Linked DNA regions of Sus scrofa: region 1 is linked to region 2. Evidence: chromatin contacts called from public HiChIP or PLAC-seq data. All regions are on one chromosome and are shown on one strand. The core of a region is the stretch at or near the end of the contact, and the rest is flanking DNA. Distances in the headings are between cores, read along the strand shown. Region 1 has its middle 10 kb from the start of CMTM7. Region 2 has its middle 17 kb from the start of GPD1L.

Region 1 (4,225 bases), core at 1,188-3,687, 250 kb before region 2:
GTCGAGAAAGTCATAGATTGGCACTTTTATACAGCTCAACCTAATACTCTATCATTGAATGGTTGGAAGTTTTTAGGCAATTAGTTTTTTATATGCTCCAGAAATCAATCAGCTGGTTGTATGATTTCCCAGGTACCTAGTTCATCAACTACCTGGGAGGTCTCACTTAATAAGCACGTTTCTGACAATATTATTTCTGAGCACCACAAGCGGGTCACAGATCTGCAGGTTCCTCCCGGATGCTCAGTGCTAGGTCCCAATACCGCCTGCCTGCCTCCCCTTGGGATCTCGTGTCCCCACAGCAATGGTTTCACAGCCATACTCAGCCTTGTCCTCTCTTGCTTCACCTCATCTTGTCTTCTAACTTGCTAATCCTTCAATCCTTCTGTGACCTTTCATTAACTTCCCAGTGTCTTCACTGGGGCAGATGTTTATTAATACATACTATGTTCTGTGTACTTTGCTGGGCCCCAGAAGGAAGACAGAGATGAAAGCCCACCATCTCAGCTCTCCAAGAGGTCATCAACCAGATGGGAGACAAATGGTGAGAAACAGCAAGGCAGATGGAATTAGGGCTATAATAGATCTTAAAAAGTACTCCACTTCTTTTCTTTAAAAAATCAGGTTTTTGGCCACACCCACAGCATGCAAAAGTTTCCTGGGTCAGGGACTGAATCTGTGTCACAGCAATGGCCTTAACTTGCTAGGACACCAGGGAGCTCCTAAAATCAGCTTTACTGAGCTTTACAAAAAATAAAGTGCACCTATCTTAAGTTTGTGAATTTTGACAAATGTATATGCACATGCAACTCCCACAATCAAGATATAGAGTATTTCTATCACCTCAGAACATTTCCCGATGCCCCTTTCTAGCCTATCCTTCCACCTTGAGCCCCAGAAAACTACTGACCAGCTTCCTCTCTCTAGATCTATACATCTGTTTTACCTTCTTGAATTATATGTAAGTAGAATCAAACATTACATATATACGTATAATATAAATATATTTAATATTTTTACCTGGCTTCTTTCATTCAACATATTATTTTGGTGATTTGTCCATACTGTTGCATGTATCTGTCTGGGGTTTGCTCCTCTTTATTGCTGAGTAATATTCCACTGTTTAAATACAAAATTTGCACTGTTTTGGTAATCATTTGGTTGTTTCCAATTTGTGCCAATTATAAATACAGCTTCTATGCATATTCTTGCATAAGTATTTTTGTAGACATATTTCTCTTGGGTAAATATGTAGGAATGGAATTGCTGGGTCAAATGATGTTTAACCTAACAGATAATTGTACTATTTTATAGTCCCACTGGTAGTGGATGAGAATTCTAGATGTTGCACATCCTCGTCAACACTTGGTATTGGCAGTCTTTTTAATTTCAGCCATTCTAGAGGATGTGATGTAGCACCTTATTGTGGTGCTAATTTGGGGGGGGGGAGTACCTCCATTGATCTCTACACATCCTCACTCCTTACAAGGTCGATGTTCTTTGGCACTTATTGGCCAACTTCCTTACTGAGAGGGAAGCCCGTTCTCAAGAGTGACAACAAGGTGAAGTTCTCATTATAGGTTAGAACAGCTGGTGGCCAGACTGTTCATGTTTCCTTCTTTACGCTCAGCTTTCCTATTGCAATGACCAAAGTCAGGTCATGAAAACTTTGATGGACACCTTCCTCCCTGCAGTTTCTCTTTTGAGAATTTTCCTTTGCAATCAGCATCCTTGGGAAAGTTTGAATCACTCTCTCAAGTGGAATCTCCCGTTTTCCTTTTTCTACCCTTCAACTGCTAAAGAGCACTGGAGCTGAAGCAGACTTATCCCATCATTACTGCCATCTACCTAAGGCCTATGGTGACTTGTTATTAGAAAGCAAACCAGAACAAAGCTCTGACGCCTTTGCTTGAAAGCCATTAGCCAGGATGCATCATCGGTAACGAAGCACACTGCTGCATGTAACAGAAAATAGGTTAAGCAAAGTCGGAATAATTCCTTGTGTAATTGCAAAAACTAGAGTCTGACAGCGTTCAGGGCTGCACTGATGCAGTGGCTTGATGACATAATCATGAAGAAGTTTCTTTCCTTCCCTTGGCTGTTTCTTCCAGTCACCTTCATCCCACAACTGGCTTCCTTTTGTGATCACAATATTATTGGCCTGCTGGGAGTTCCTGTCATGGTTTAACAGTAACAAACCTGACTAGTATCCATTAGGACACAGGTTCTATCCCTGGCCTCCCTCAGTGGGTTACGTTTCTGGTATTGCCATGAGCTGCGGCATGGGCTCGGATCCCACACTGATGTGGCTGTGGTGTACACTGGTGGCTGCAGCTCTTATTTAAGCCCTACCCTGGGAACTTCCATATGCTGCGGGTTCAGTGCTATAAAAACAGAACAAAAAATTACTGGCCTACAACTTCCTATCTGCACATTTCCTCAAACCTTCTTTCCCAAAACTCTCCAGCAAGCCTGAGTCACGTCCCCATGCCTGAACCAGTCGCTGTGGCCGGGGGTGGAATCAGCTTAGGCAGAGCTGTGTGCTCCATTCCTAGAGTTACGGTGGAGCTGGCTTTTCCAGAAGTCGCTGGGACATCAGTGAGTGGAGTGGATATGGAATAAAAACTAGGGTATGTAGGAGTTCCCTGGTGGCTAAGCATATTAAGGATTCAGTGTTGTCACTGTTGTGACATGGGTTCAATTCCTGGCCTGGGAACGTCCACATACCGAGGGTGTGGCAAAAAAACCCAAACCAAATCAAACCAAACCAAGTAGGGTAGTTTGATAACAGGAGGAGGGAGAAGGGGTGGTGGCAAGGTAGCAACCAGGTCTGTTATGCCCTGGATTAACTGTTCTTCTGAATATTCTAGGAAAAAAAAAAAAATCTGCCATTGACATGAAAGTTTTCTCAAAATGTACTTTTCAAATTGAATGTCTCCTTAACCAACAACTTTAGCCACTCAGCTTCCTAAATTTCTGAAAAATCATCACCTCTATGTTGCCAAGGACTTTCCCCCAAACCTGATCCTTTTATATACACCAAACACCTAAGTTTACTAAGTTAACTTACAACCACAGATAGTCTCACCTTCCCCATTATCCCAAGTCATCAACACCAACAATTATCTCACCTACCTTTACAGCTGTCTGTTTATAATTCACTTTGGCAGCAGAACGTAGCCAGGAGAACATTTATGTGAGGCCAACTTAGCAAATATTTCTCTGGTTGACATTTTCGAGTGTAGGCATGCACATGTGCGCCTCTAGCTTATTACAGGCATTTCTTGGAGATATGGCAAGTGTGGTCCCAGACCACCACAATAATGCCAGTCATATGAATTTTTTTGTTTTCCAGAGCATAGAAAAGTTCTGTTTCACAATAGTCTGTTAAGTGTGCAGTAGCATTATGTCTAAAAAACAATGTACCTCACTTAAAAATACTTTATTGCTGGAGTTCCCATCGTGGTTAAGGACCCAACACTGTCTCTGGGTGGATTTATGTTCAATCCCTGGCCTCACTCAGTGGGATCTGACATTGCCACAAACTGTGGCATAGGTCACAGATATGGCTCAGATCTGGTGTTGCTGTGGCTGTGCCATAGGCCACAGCTGCAGCTCCAATTCAACCCCTGGCCCAGGAACTTCCATATGCAGCAGATTTGGCCGTAAAACAAAAAAACCAAACACTTTCTCGCTAATCAATGGTAACCATCATCTGAGCCTTCAGCAAGGCACAATCTTTTTGCCAGTGGAGTGTCTTGCCTTGATGGTGATGGCTGCTAACTGATCAGGGTGGTGGTTGCTGAAGGCTGAGTGGCCGAGTCAGTTCTTTTTTTTTTTTTTTAGGGCCAAACCTGTGGCATAAGAAAATTCCCAGACTAGGGGTCGAATCAGAGCTGCAGCTGTCAGCCCACACCACCGCAACACCAGATCTACACCAAAGCTCACTGCAATGTCAGATCCTTAACTCCCTGAGTGGGTCCAGGGGTGGTACCCACACCCTCATGGATACTAGCCAGATTTGTTACTGCTGAGCCACAACAGGAACTCTGTGGCAGTTTCCTAAAATAGGACAACTGTGAACTCTGCTGCATTTGGACTCTTTCTTTTACAAAGGATTTCTCTGCAGCATGCAATGCTATTTGATAACATTTGACCCACCATAGAACTTCTTTCACAATTGGCGTCTGTCATCTCAAACTCTGCCTCTGTTTTATCAACTAAG
Region 2 (4,067 bases), core at 1,243-3,742:
CTCTGTCTGTCAATGCAACTGCCCCTAATAGCACCAGTAGGACGAACTGAAAGGACAAAGTTTATTGCTTTGGCAGTGGCTCCAAGAGGAAGGCAAAGTGGAAAGGGATTTAGAATGAGATGGGTTTGTGACCTTGGTTAGGACTGGATAAGGATCCTGATGCAACTACCCCGGATTGGTGAAGAATTTGAGGTGAGGGATTCAGTGAATCTTAGGGTGCCAAGTTTCTGTTGATGGTTTCCACTGAAGAGTCTTGAGTCTTTCAGGAAGTTCCTGTCTGAACAGTCCAGCCTTTTGTCTGGGCATTATCTTCTGAAATAGTAAATCATGCTAACAAGGACAACGAAATACTTAACTTACATCAACACAGATTCTAAAGGATGTGGGAGGCAGGTGGTTTCAGTCCTCAGGACCCAAGCTATGCCTGAAGGAAGATAGTTTGGCTTTTCCTCTTTCCTTTTTTTTATTTTTGGCCAAGCCCTTGGCATATAGAAGTTCCTGGGCCGAGGTTTGAACTCATGCCACAGCAGCAACCTGAGCTGCTGTAGTGACATCGGCTGATATTTAACCCTCTACGCTAAAAGAGAACCCCAATCTGGAGTTCCCATTGTGGCTCAGTAGGTTAAGAACTGGACTAGTATCCATGAGGCCATGAGTTCAACCCCTGGGTTACAGATCCAACGTTGCTAGACACAGATGTAGCTCAGATCTGGCATTCCTGTGGCTGTGGTGTTGGCAAGCACCGCAGCTCCAATTCTACCTCTAGCCCAGGAACTTCCATATGCCTCAGGTGTGCCCCTGCCAAAAAAAAAAAAAAAAAGAGAGAGAACTGCATTTTGCGTTTTCTTTTCATACTTATTCATTTATTTTTTTATTTATTTTTAGGACCATGCCCCAGGCATATGGAGCTTCCCAGGCTACTAATTGGAGCTACAGCTGTCGGCCCATGCCACAGCAATGCCATATCTGAGCCTCATCTGCAACCTACACCACCGCTCACTGCAATGCCAGATTCTTAACCTACTGAGAGAGGCCAGGGGTCGAACCCACAACCTCATGAATTCTAGTTGGGTTTGTTACCACTGAGCCACGATGGGAACTCCTTGTTTTCATATTTGATGTTGAATCTAAGAATGGCACTCATTTTTTAGTGCCGCCCCTTTGGCATATGGAAGTTCCCAGGCTAGGGGTTGAATCAGAGCTGCAGTTGCAGGCCTACGCCAGAGCCACAGCCACAGCCATGTGAGATCCGACCCGTGTCTGTGACCTACTCCACAGCTCACGGCAATGCCAGATCCTTAACCCACTGATCGAGGCCAGGGATTGAACCCACATCTTCATGGATACTAGTTGGGTTCATTACTGCTGAGCCATAACAGGAACTCCATGTTGCTCGCTTTTGTACATTTTTACTCATTTTGCTTCCCCAGGTTGGCTTTTTTACTAGGAAGAAGACACATTGACTGCCAATCCATTCATCTGCCATTGAGATTTCTTTTCCCAGGTGAGTCCTTGTACAAGTCAGTCCTGTGTTGTTCCATGTCCAGCCAGTCCAAAGCTCCTTATGGAAAACATTCAGCCAACACATTCTCTTTTAGTATTTACCTCGAGGCAGGCTCTGTTTTAAGCATTTCACATTCACTGTTCATTTCTTTATTCATTCAACAATTTTTCGATGAGCACCTTATTTTGTCTCAAGCAGAGTGCCAGGTGCTAAGTACACAACTCTGAAAAAGACAGAGCTCCTGTCTTCAGGTGGTTTGTCCTCTGGGAATGTCATCGTCAAAGCAGTCCCAAGAGCTACCTTATGTTAATGTTCTTTATGGAGGAGGGGATGGGGTGCAGAGTGCTCAGGTGACTTGTTTGTGTCTTCCTGGTTGTATATAATAAGTTTGCAGGAACCCGAATTCATCTGACTCCAAAGATTCCGCTGTTAACCTCTGCTATTGGTCTGTTTACACTGGGTCTGGTCACTCTGTGATGTTCCTGAGCTGTGGAGCTGAGACCCTGCAATTCTCCTTGGCCGCCTTCCTGCTCTTCAACACGTGGCTCTAACCCCTGACTCCCTCTGCAGCCTCCAGCCCGAGGCAGGATGAAAATGGGGAACTGCCTGGTCACTCAGTGCTAAAAATAGTCAGCAACCACTTCTTCCCTTGAGATACTTGAGATTAATATCATTCCCAACTTCCACCAGAGGGAATACAATGCTCTGCTATTTTAATTCTTTTTTTTTTTTTTTTTTTGCTATTCTATTCTTGAAACATACCCAAGTTGACTCATCAACCAAAAGATGGAATTGAAACTAGAAATGATTCAGGGCTACAATTTTATTACCTCCCACTGCATAGTTTTTGAAAGATCACTATTGTGCTTATCAAGACCAGGGAATACAGGAGTTCCCTGGTGACTCAATGAGTTAAGGATCTGGCATTTTCACTGCTGTGGCTTGGGTTGCTGCTATGGCACGTGTTCAACCCCTCGCTGTGGAACTTCTGCATGCAGGGGGTGTGGCCAAAATATTCGTAGTACATAAGCTTCTGCTAATTGAGATTATCCAAGATACATGACTAATTTCAGGATCTGTGCTCTGGTAGTATATTCACAGTAAAAAACACTGGAAAAAGGCAAACTTCATTTGAAAAGATTGATTATCTTCCGTACTTCCGAAACAGCTGATAAAAATAGAATGGATGGACTTCATTTGTTGTTTTTAAATTTTATTTATTTTTTTCTTTTTTAAGGCCACACCTGCGGCACATGGAACTTCCCAGGCTAGAGGCTGAATAGGAGCCACATCTGCAACCTATGCCACAGCTTGTTTCTTGACCCACTGAGTGAGGCCAGGGATCAAGTACTCATCCTCATGGATACTAGTCGGGTTCTTAACCCACTGAGCCACAATGGGAACTCCTCAAAGCATTTTTATTTACATATTTACATATTTATTTATTTATTTATTTTGCTTTTTAAGGCCGCATTTGTGGCATATGGAGGTTCCCAGGCCAGGGGTCAAATGGGAGATACAGCTACCAGCCTATGCCACAGCCACAGAAACATCAGATCTGAGCCGCATCTGCAACCTACACCACAGCCTATGGCGATCCGGATCCTTAACCCACTGAGTGAGAGCAGGGATCAAACCTGCAACCTCATGTTTCCTAGTCGGATTTGTTTCCGCTGCACCACAATGGGAACTCCTAGTTACTTATTTATTTATTGGTCACACCCTTAGCATGTGGAAGTTGCTGGGCCAGGAATTGAACCCGCACCTCAGCAGTGACCTGAGCCACTACAGTGACCATGCAGCATCATTAACCTGCTGAGCCACAAGGGAAATCTAGTGAAACATTTTTTTTAAATTTATTTTGCTTTTTAGGGCTGCACCCACCACATATGGAGGTTCCCAGGCTAGGAGTCTAATCAGAGCTACAGCTGCCGGCCTACAACACAGCCACAGCAACTCAAGATCCGAGCTGCATCTGTGACCTACACCACAGCCCATGGCAACGCTGGATCCCTAACCCACTGAGCAAGGCCAGGGATAGAACCCACGCCCTCATGAATGTTAGTCCGGTTCATTAACCACTGCGCCATGATAAGAATTCCTGAAAGAACTTTCTAAATCCTGAAGATAATGTACTTCATACAGACATCAGCAATTGTGAATAAAAATACGATTAAAATTCTGTAAGATTCTTAAACTCATTCTATGAGGCACCGTCACCCTGATACTAAAACCAGACAAAGATACCACAAAAAAAGAAAATTACAGGCCAACATCACTGACGAACATAGATGCAAAAATTCTCAGCAAAATACTAGCAAACTGAATCCAGCAATACATTAAAAGTAACGTACACTGGAGTTCTCGTCATGGCTCAGTGGTTAATGAACCTAAATAGTATCCATTAGGATGTGGGTTTAATCTCTGGCCTTGCTCAGTGGATTAAGGATCTGGCATTGCCATGAGCTGTGGTGTAGGTAGCAGACTTGGCTCAGATATGGTGGTGTTGTGGCTGTGGCATAGGCCTGCGGCTACAGCTCCAATTCAACCCCTATCGTGGGCA

What was found. HiChIP or PLAC-seq counts read pairs in DNA pulled down with a chosen protein or histone mark.
Region 1: a contact with region 2 is called in an H3K27ac HiChIP or PLAC-seq map of alveolar macrophages. The contact joins two enhancer-like sites. A contact is called at or near these places in 1 of 47 Hi-C or Micro-C datasets (retroperitoneal adipose tissue) and 1 of 2 datasets of contacts at active chromatin or transcription factors (alveolar macrophages).

Annotation. Positions count from the first base shown.
Region 1 is chr13:18,359,628-18,363,852 of Sscrofa11.1, reverse strand. No RefSeq gene overlaps it. Among named protein-coding and RNA genes, the nearest start is that of CMTM7, 10 kb to the left of the region's middle. Within about 2 kb of position 2,437, at least 1 of the 83 cell types and tissues checked has an H3K27ac peak or open chromatin away from gene starts, as enhancers often do. A contact at or near this core is called in alveolar macrophages, where this site is marked.
Region 2 is chr13:18,107,021-18,111,087 of Sscrofa11.1, reverse strand. No RefSeq gene overlaps it. Among named protein-coding and RNA genes, the nearest start is that of GPD1L, 17 kb to the left of the region's middle. Within about 2 kb of position 2,492, at least 7 of the 83 cell types and tissues checked have an H3K27ac peak or open chromatin away from gene starts, as enhancers often do. A contact at or near this core is called in alveolar macrophages, where this site is marked.